Linked DNA regions of Sus scrofa: region 1 is linked to region 2. Evidence: chromatin contacts called from public HiChIP or PLAC-seq data. All regions are on one chromosome and are shown on one strand. Each heading gives the region's core, a stretch centred on a gene start, on an enhancer-like site or on the middle of the called end of the contact. The rest is flanking DNA. Distances are from core to core; before and after follow the strand shown. Region 1 overlaps MAP3K5 (mitogen-activated protein kinase kinase kinase 5). Region 2 holds the start of MAP3K5 (mitogen-activated protein kinase kinase kinase 5).

Evidence for each region. HiChIP or PLAC-seq counts read pairs in DNA pulled down with a chosen protein or histone mark.
Region 1: a contact with region 2 is called in an H3K27ac HiChIP or PLAC-seq map of skeletal muscle. The contact joins the enhancer-like site here to the promoter of MAP3K5 in region 2. A contact is called at or near these places in 1 of 5 promoter capture datasets (liver), 7 of 47 Hi-C or Micro-C datasets (embryonic fibroblasts, epiblast stem cells, fetal skeletal muscle and 4 more) and 1 of 2 datasets of contacts at active chromatin or transcription factors (skeletal muscle).

Annotation. Positions count from the first base shown.
Region 1 is chr1:27,465,494-27,470,243 of Sscrofa11.1, reverse strand. The region is part of intron 2 of MAP3K5 (mitogen-activated protein kinase kinase kinase 5); the gene reads right to left. Among named protein-coding and RNA genes, the nearest start is that of MAP3K5, 88 kb to the right of the region's middle. Within about 2 kb of position 1,348, at least 11 of the 83 cell types and tissues checked have an H3K27ac peak or open chromatin away from gene starts, as enhancers often do. A contact at or near this core is called in fetal skeletal muscle and skeletal muscle, where this site is marked.
Region 2 is chr1:27,377,127-27,381,710 of Sscrofa11.1, reverse strand. It overlaps MAP3K5 (mitogen-activated protein kinase kinase kinase 5), which reads right to left and starts at 1,568. Exons shown (of 29, transcript XM_021072507.1): 1 at 426-1,568. The coding sequence starts at 849. LOC106508844 (a long non-coding RNA gene) reads right to left here. Exons shown (of 4, transcript XR_002342715.1): 4 at 4,138-4,584.

The DNA.
Region 1 (4,750 bases), core at 99-2,598, 89 kb before region 2:
GATTGAAGGGGAAAGGGACACCTGAAGGGATGATGTCCAAAATTGAGCTGGACAGTATGTGATTGGAGTGGAAAATGGTTTCAGGCCAAATACAGATCTGGGAATTATTTGGCATGGCTGAATCTGAGGAAATGGGAGAGACCTCTAAGAGAACAACCAGAGAAGAAAAAGCAGAGGGCTGAAAACTAGAATGCAACGGATAGAAAACTGTATTTATCACTGTTCTAGGGAGCATAGGAGCCCAGGTTATTTGTTCCATGTCAGCAATATGGAGAGCAATGCATCACTTCATTTATCCTTCAAACTAAACAAATGAGGGCAAGCGTTTATCCACCACTTGCAGGTGCCAAGGAGTGAATGGTCATGCATGCACAACTGCCCACAGAAGAGGGGGATCTTGTCTCCATTTTATAGATGAGGATTCAGGTAAGGCTTGGAGAAGTCGCATGGCTGGACTGTGATGTGTCTGGGACCCTAGCCCAGGGGCTCCTTCTCAAGAGGCCATGTCATTATCACTAGGAGGCTGGGCACCCTCCTGAGTGGCCTTGACAGGCTGGCACACCAACCCTTTGCCTCAGGTCACACTGCAGGCAAGTTACTGCCTCATAGCAAACAGACAAGAAGTGCCAAGTGGCCTTTTGGCCAGACTTAATCCTTTATGGACATGTTATTCTTTGAGGCCCTTGCATTTCAGGTAATGAAGCAGAAATGGGATCTGACTTCCATTTAAAGTGTGAGAAGAACTTCCAAAGATTGAGATTTGATTTTTAAATCAAGTACATTAAATTCTCCCTTGCTCTCAAGTTCTCCTTCATGGAACAATCACTGGAAGACTCGTCAGGAAGAGGGAAAATAAACATAGTCTTGCTTCTAAAATGTTACCAAGATCCCACAGCAGGTCCACAAAAATAATCCTTTTAGCCAAGCCATTGCCTAAGCAGAAAAGAAAGGCAAGTGGGCTTGAGAGGCTGCTTGCCAAAGCTCTTAGAGCTTAAATTATGAGCGGGTTATAAAAGAGCAATAGAATCAAATACTCTTGCTTCAGATAAGCACTTTGACTCAAAATTAAAAAAAGAAAACACTCTGAATCTTCTAAGCACAAAGCAAGGACAAAAGGATAAGAAGCTAATAAATCAGAAAAGTGTTATTAGAGTTTGGAAATATTATTCTGCTGCTGCTGGATAAAGTTCTTTACCGTCAGAAGCCTGAATACCACGTGTTTGTGTATAAGACATGAGACAGAATACGTTATAATTGAAATACTGGCCATTAAGGAGTAATGCATCTGTGTAAAAGGAATTCTGGAGAGAATGAGTATCAGATGTCTGGGTGTGGGTTGAGCAGCGCCTGGCTGTTTGCTTAAACAGCAGAGAAAATCAGACTCCTGAAACTGTCTTCAAACCCGATGGGATGAGTCGTTAGGATCCTTGGGCAAAGTATTCAGCATCCTGAGGTTTACCCAAGTTCCAGGCCTCGCTGCACTTTTTGGAGTCTCTTCCCTATGCTTCTAAGGCACTTTTTCCCAGTTCCCCATTGTTCATGGTCAAAAAAAAAAAAAAAAAAAAAAAAAAAAAAAAAAAAAGGAAAGAGCAATAAACAGCTGGAGGCACATGGATGCTTCTAGGCCTGAGCTGAGAGCCAGCCCAGTGATCGTGCAGTGGGGAGAAAGTGTGGAGAGCAGTTATGGACTTTTTGTTTCTTAAAAAGATACCAGCTGCTGAGAAAAGCACTTTTGCAAATGATGAATGCTAATAATATGGGAACATTTATTTCCCAAGTTGGCTCATATATAACTTAGAAATATCATTATTGCAATTTATTTTTACAGATTGCTACCACACCCAGAGTTTGAAATAACTAACAACCTAAAGCAAATAAAAGCCATGACTGTGTGATCAAAAGCAGACACCTCGGGTTCAGCAACTGCCTTTTATAATAAGATACTAATTCTAAAATACTTAAACCTACTCCTCAAGAGAAAGACCACATTTCCTTAAAGTTCAAAACACTAAGGCATGGTCATAACATAACAAAGCTGATCTCTCTGGCTCATGCTTGCTTTCATGGTTATAAAATCACACAGCTCAAAATCTAGTTGTAGTTCTCTCCAATTATCTTCGCTGCTTTTGTTTTTTTAAAAAAATGCCAATTCTGTTTTTCAATTTTTATTTTTATTTTTTTGCTTTTTAGGGCTGCATCCACAGCATATGAACGTTCCCAGGCTAGGGGTCAAATTGGAGCTACAGCTGCCGGCTTACACCACAATCACTGCAATGCGGGATCTGAGCCGCATCTGCTACCACAGCTCACAGCAACGCTGGATCCCTGACCCATTGAGTGATGCCAGGGATCGAACCCGAAACTTCATGGTTACTAGCTGGATTCCTACACATGGTGCCACAATGGGAATGCCTGTTTTTCAATTTTTAAAAATTACATAAAGGTGAATGTAAGTGTGTGTGGAAAATAAATTAAGCTTCTGGGAAGATATGCTCTCGGTAGTCAAACATATTGAAACCTATGCTCAAAATACTCAACTACTGAGAAGGATGCCCAGCACTGGAAACACAGCCCCCTACTTGAGTCAATGGGTGACTTGCGTCAACTTAGAAAACTGCATCCCCACGTGTCCCACCCATCACTGGGCATGATTCGCTCTTCCCTGCCATTCAGGTAAATGTCACCCCTCTGAAAGGCCTTTCCTGACACCAACTCTTTGGCACAATGCCTTATGTTAATTTTCTAATTTGTCTGTTTGCTTATTTGCTTGACCTTCTCCCCCAACAAGACTCTGGCACTTCTCAGTTGTTGTCTCCTGGGACAATGATGAATGGGATAGTTCCACTTTCAGCCTCCATAGTGAGTTTCTCGCAGCATCAAACCCAAAACCTGGCACAGAGTTCATGTTCAATTAATATTTGCTTAATAAAATCCGTGACACTGACTCGATGTATGAAGCAATAACTTCATCGCCTGTCGAGAGGTGAAGGATGAGTTTATAATGGCAACATTATTAATGCTGCAGTAAGTCTCTGACCTGAAATCTTAAATTTCTTAAACCTTAATTTCATAAATTTGTGATCTAAAGGGAATCTAAAAGTACCCATTGTACTTTTAATTTTATCATCTTAAATGGAATCATGTGTGGATCTTTATATACTATGTTATTTCCACTCAAGTTGTGGAGACATTTTTAAGGTTTTAATTATGGGCTTACTTTCCAAAACGAAAAATACAATCATTGGCATAACAAGGCTGATTATTGGAACATATTATCATTTTTCTTCATGCCTTTAAAATTTTTTAAACTTTTTTTGTTTTGTTTTGTTTTTTTGTTTTGTCTTTTTGCCATTTCTTGGGCCGCTCCCTCGGCACATGGAGGTTCCCAGGCTAGGGGTTAAATCGGAGCTGTAGCCGCTGGCCTACCCCACAGCCACAGCAACGCGGGATCCGAGCCAAGTCTGTGACCTACACCACAGCTCTCGGCAACACCAGATCCTTAACCCACTGAGCGAGGCCAGGAATCAAACCCACAACCTCATGGTTCCTAGTCGGATTTGTTAACCACTGAGGCACGATGAGAACGCCTAAATTTTTTTTAATGTATTTTTAATCACTTTCTAGCTTTTGCTTAATTTTGTGCGAAGGGTAAGAATTTTGTAGTGTGGTCTCAAAGTGTGGTTTATAAGACTCAGGAACTTAAGTCAATCTTAATAGACAGGTGATAGAGATATGCGTATGTCCATATATATGTATGTAGGTATATGTGTGTGTATATCTCCAAATGTGTGTTTACATGTGTGTATATATGTATGTTTATTATCTGTATATATACTGTATATATAGATATACAGCATACACATAGACATAGATACCTATATACATGTATTCATAGGTATACATACATACATATACATACACATATGTGTGTGGGTATCTGTCATATATATGTTGCTTTATTAACACTCATAATTACACAACATTGGATACACTATGAAAAATTTTTTTTCTAAGACATAATTACATATGGAAGAAAATAAACATCAATGTCATCTCCCGCTAGTATAAATAAAGTTTCATTATAAAGGAATATTTATGCAAAGTAGCCCATATTTACATTGGTATGTCAGAAATTCTAATGAGGAAAAACAGAGATAGAAATGAATAACTTGTGGAAATGGAAAATATACCAGAGATTAATAAAAAAGATGTAAAAAGTTTCAGAAAGGGTTAAGTAAAATACTCACAGTATTCTTCTGGCAAATGATTTCCTGAAAAATGAGAAAAGAGAAAAGTAAAGCAGAAGTTAATACAAAATTAACTCAACTAGTTAATTGAAATATTCTTAGTGGAAAATTTTGTACTAATGATTTTATTATTTATTATTAGCAAGTAGACATTCAGAATGTGTAGAACAAAAGGCATAGAGTAAGTTTCTGTGTCTAAGTTTATAGTCTGATGGAGGAGACAGGCGGGCACAGAAGTATCATCTATAACTTAAGGAAAATAGCACAAACATTCAGAATCCAAAAAGTGAATAATCTAAAAATCATTTCTGCAGAGTGTGTTCTGTGCAGAATTATCTGACCAGCTATGACCATTTGGGGAAGAGATTAAAAACGATTTTGCTTTCCCAAAGCACTGTCTCACGCATGCCCTAGGAAGTAACCTGGCAGTGTGCTTGGAATAAAGCTGGAAGTAGAGGGTACTGACTCCTTACCAGAGAGGGCAAATCCACATGTAGACAATA
Region 2 (4,584 bases), core at 319-2,818:
GAAAATGTGGGCCAAACCTAACATAAGAGAGACCAAAACAGTGAATCGTGACGGACTGATGGGGGCAAGTATCTCACACCGCAGAAGAACAGAAGTTCTTTGATAGGACCACGCGCACCTCCGGGCTCCAGCGCGGGCCGGGGTTGGGTCATTCAGACTCTCGCACAAAGACACACAGGCTCTTGCACCCGCATACACTCTCCCAAGCGTGGCGAACGAGCGCCCAGAGCAGGCATGCAGCGACGCTCGTTGCCCTTAAGGTGGGGCAAGAAGTAAATAAGTAGGAAGCACGATTGCTGCTCAGAAATTGTTTTTTCCTGCTGCCCCGCAAAACACATTTCTCCCCCTGTGGCAGCCGCGGGGGGGGGGGGCGAGGGGGAAATAACCCCGGACTGCAGAGGATGGGGAAGGGGTTGCACACGCACCTGCATTGTAAAAACGGTCCAGCACCGCGGTTTCCCCAAAGTCCAGTTTCCCAAAATGCAGGGTCTCCAGGGCAGCGCCCACCGCCTCGCACGCCTCCCGTAGGCACTGCAGGGCCTCACTCTCGGCCACCACCAGCTGCCCCTGGCTCGCTTCGTTGATGACATATGCCACCGTGGTCCGTCGACCGCCTCCGCCACCAGAGTTGCCCCGGCATCGGGTGGTGCTGCTCGCGGACGTGGTACTAGGACACCCGGTGCCAGGGGCGGCGGCACTCTCCACGTTCCAGAAGCTGCCCGGTGGCGGCGGTGGCAGCTGGCTCTCCTCGCCCTCGGCCACCGCCGCCGCTCCTCCCCTCCGGCAACTGCCGCCCTCGACGAAGGGTGGCACGGAGAAAGTGATGCCCTCACCCGCCTCCGCGTTCATCTCTCCCGGCCGGGTTGTCGCGGCAGCGGCGTCGCCCGCCCAGCCGCACCGTCTGGCCAGCCACAGCTCGGGGCTGCTCCGCGCGCGTCGGGCTAAGCAGCTGCCATCCCGTGTCGCGCCTTCCGCCCCGCGCCGCCGCCTCCTCTCCGGCGCCCTCTCCCCCGAAGGGACGCCGCTGCCCGGCGGCGGCTCGCCCCTCCTCGGCGCCTCCGTGGCCACGCCGCTCGCCCGCTGCAGGGTGTAGAGTACAAGGGGTGGGGAGGCCGGGTTGAGCGGGAAGGGACAGCGCTTCCTTTTCTTGGCCGGCGGACAAGTCGGCTGGCGAACCTGCGCGGCGGTGCGGCTCAAGGGCGCCGCTCTCGGGGTGCGGTGCGCCCTGGCCACCCAGAGCGCGGTCCCGGCTCCTTCCGTGCCAGCCTCTCGGGGATGGTCCGGGGAGGGCGCCCTCTGGGTGGGGAGCTACCTGGCCAGCACCTTACTGGCGGGCAGGCTCCCTGGACTGCGTCCCGGAACAGCGGCCGCGGCCGCCGAAAGGATCCGCCCCCTTCCTCGGCGGCAGCTCCCCTTCATCGGCTCTATTTCCTCCTCCTTCCCTGGCCCCGTTTCTCTGCCGATCGCCGCGGCGGCTCCGTCCCAGCACCAGCCTGGCTGCTCGAGTCTGGCCGCTCCTCGCAGCCGCTCTGCGTGTCGGCCACCGGCTTCTTGCCGCCCACTCGTCGCGGCACCGAAAGTCAGGGCCCGCCCCGGGGGAGGGCGCTGCTGGGAAGCTCGGCCCGGACGCAACCGACCGCACCACGGCTCCCGGACCTCAGCCCAGCCCCGAGCACCACGCGGGGCTAAGGTTCTCCGCCGTCACCCACCAGGACCCCACTCAAGAAGACCTAGAGTAGGCAAAATTCCGGAGCGCACGCGATAGCAGGATGGCGCAAAAGTCTCTCTTGCGAATACTCGGGAGGCATTTGCAGCGTTCCCCGTGGCCCCAGCGCCCCCTGCCGGCATCGGGTCCGCGTGCGGCGCTGCCAGGACTAGCGCAGCGCTGAGGCCCGCGTTGCGCAAGGCGGGAGGTCTAGCAGCTGGGCCTGAACTGGCAGGCGGTTTATTGGTGACAGTCGCCCTCCGGAAGTGGCCTGGTAGGTAAATTTATAGGGTCTGCGCTTAGTGCTTTTCATTTTCAAACTTTCAATAGCTCTGCTGTCATTAATGAGTAATTGATTAGCTCCAACTGCTGAACAATGTAATATTCCCATCTGGGTCTTAAAATTTCCCGCAACGCAACGCCTACTTACTTGAGATAGAAAACCTGTTCTATACTCCACTTGGCAAATCATCATCCACCAGATGTAAGTAGGAAATTAAGTGATTATTTCTATTTTTTTTTTTAAATTGCACCACAGGGGAAAAATGCCTAGATTGCTTAAGCGCAATTAAAAGAAAAAAAAAATCTACTTATTTGGGAAGCAAAAACAGATGTGTAAGTTCTCAGAGAACTTCCCCAGAATGCTATAACTTTAGGAAGACCAGTGAAAGTTACAGTGAAATAAAGCAACAGGTTTGGACTTTCCAGAGATGAATGAGTTCTATGAAAAAGGAAGAAGACTATTGCAAATTACACGCAAGCCCAGAGAAAAAGGAAGACGAAAGCAGTTGAGTAGTAAAGAGCTCAAAGAAGGAAGGAAAGAGTAGTGTGGGAAAACACCTTGCAGCTGCACAACTGTATTTGCACAATTGTCTCCTCAATGAAGCCAAATAAAGCAAAGCTTTTTCTAAAGGTTTAGAAAATGGTGGGAGTAGAGAGTTCCCACCGTGGCTCAGTGGTCACAACCCTGACTAGCATCCATGAAGATGTGGGTTGGATCCCTAGCTTCGCTCAGTGGGTTAAGGGTCCTGTGTTGGGGTGACCTGTGGTGTAGGTTGCAGACTCTTCTCAGATCCCAGGTTGCTGTGGCTGTGGCGAAGGCCAGCAGTTGTAGCTCCGATTTGACCCCGGGCCTGGGAATTTCCATATGCCCCTGGTGGGGCCCTAAAAAGACAAAAAATAAAATAAAATGAAATAAAATAAATAAAATAAAATGACGGCAGTGAATTCCTCGGAAGGCAACTGGAATCTGTGTGATCCACATCTGCTTTTGAACTTGATATCATTAGGAAAGTAGATACTTAGTGAGTCAGTGATCATATAGAAACAAAATGTTGATAGGCTTACTACTTTTAATATTTCCAACAACTTGTCAAGCCTCTAAACTTCTCTGAGAGTAGATAATCTTCCACTTCATACTGGCCCAAAACAATAAACGCAGGAAAGTCACTGGGACCACGTCTGGAAAACGAAAATGCCCAAATTCTCAAGTGGCATTTGATGACACAAATAAGGTCCAAGGTTACATATAAAGCTATATTCTAAAAACCATAACTTTTTAGACCTTGTCACTATTGCCTTGCTTACAGGTCTTTTCTGAGCAATTTTTCATATATGATTTTGTTTTACTTTGCTGGCTTTGTTTTACTTTGGATTAATTTAATAACTTTAGAGATGTCACTGATTACTGGCAGACAAACCCCAATGCAACACTGAAAGACTACTGCTCTTGGTCCCAAAGCTCTCCCACCTAAATGGCATGGTTTAGCTGATAAATCTTACACCACGTGTATTAGGTGAAACCAAGTGAAATTTCATTTTATAGCTGATAAGCAATTGAATAGTGTAGATTCAACTTACAAGCCAAATTTGGGGCCTGTGCGGAGGCAGGGGCACTATTCTGAAATCCCACCTGCCTTCAGGTTGCTGTGTATGCCTCGGGGTGTCTGTCTGGAAGGATGAAAGCCTTTTTTTAAATTTGTTTTCATTCTTTAAAGTTTTATTGCAGTATAACTGATTTACAATGTTGTAAGAATTTCTGCTATACAACAAAGTGATTCAGTTATCCATACACACATCCATTCTCTTTCAGATTCCTTTCCCACATAGGTTATCACAGAATACTGGGTAGAGTTCCCTGTGCTATACAGCAGGTCCCTGTTGGCCAATCACTCCACATACCACAGTGTGCATATGCCAATCCCAAACCCCAGTCCACATCCTCTCCACCTCCCCCACCCCTCCAACGTCTCCTCTTTGGGAACCATTTTATTTATTTGTTTGTTTGTTTTATTTGCTTTTTTTTTTTTTTTTAGGGCTGCACTCTTGGCATATGGACGTTCCCAGGCTAGGGGTCGAATCTGAGCTGTAGTTGCCAGCCCACGCCACAGCCATAGCATTGCGGGGATCTATGCCGCATCTGTGACCTACACCACAGCTCATGGCAATGCCGGATCCTTAACCCCCTGGGCGAGGCCAGAAATTGAACTGGCATCCTCATGGATTCGTTTCTGCTGAGCCACAACAGGAACTCCCATGACCATTTTAAATGGCTACAAATTCTTTGCAGCTTCTTCCATCAAGAGGTGGAGTGTCTGTCACTCTTTGACCCTGAGTTGGCCTTGTGACTTGCTTTGCCTATCTTGAGCTTTCAGGTTTCTTCTTGAAGAGGCAAAATGGTGAATTTTAAACCTGAAATGAGCACGGGTCTCCTGGTAGTAGGAGACACTCCTAGCTCCTAGCTTGCTTTTGCCTTAGCTAACAAGCTTCCTTCTTTCTCTGTAGCTTTAGACAAGTGGGATTTAATGCCATACACAAAGCAAGGTAAATATAATTTTAAATTACTAGAAATCAATAAGGAAGCCAATAAAAGAGTTATC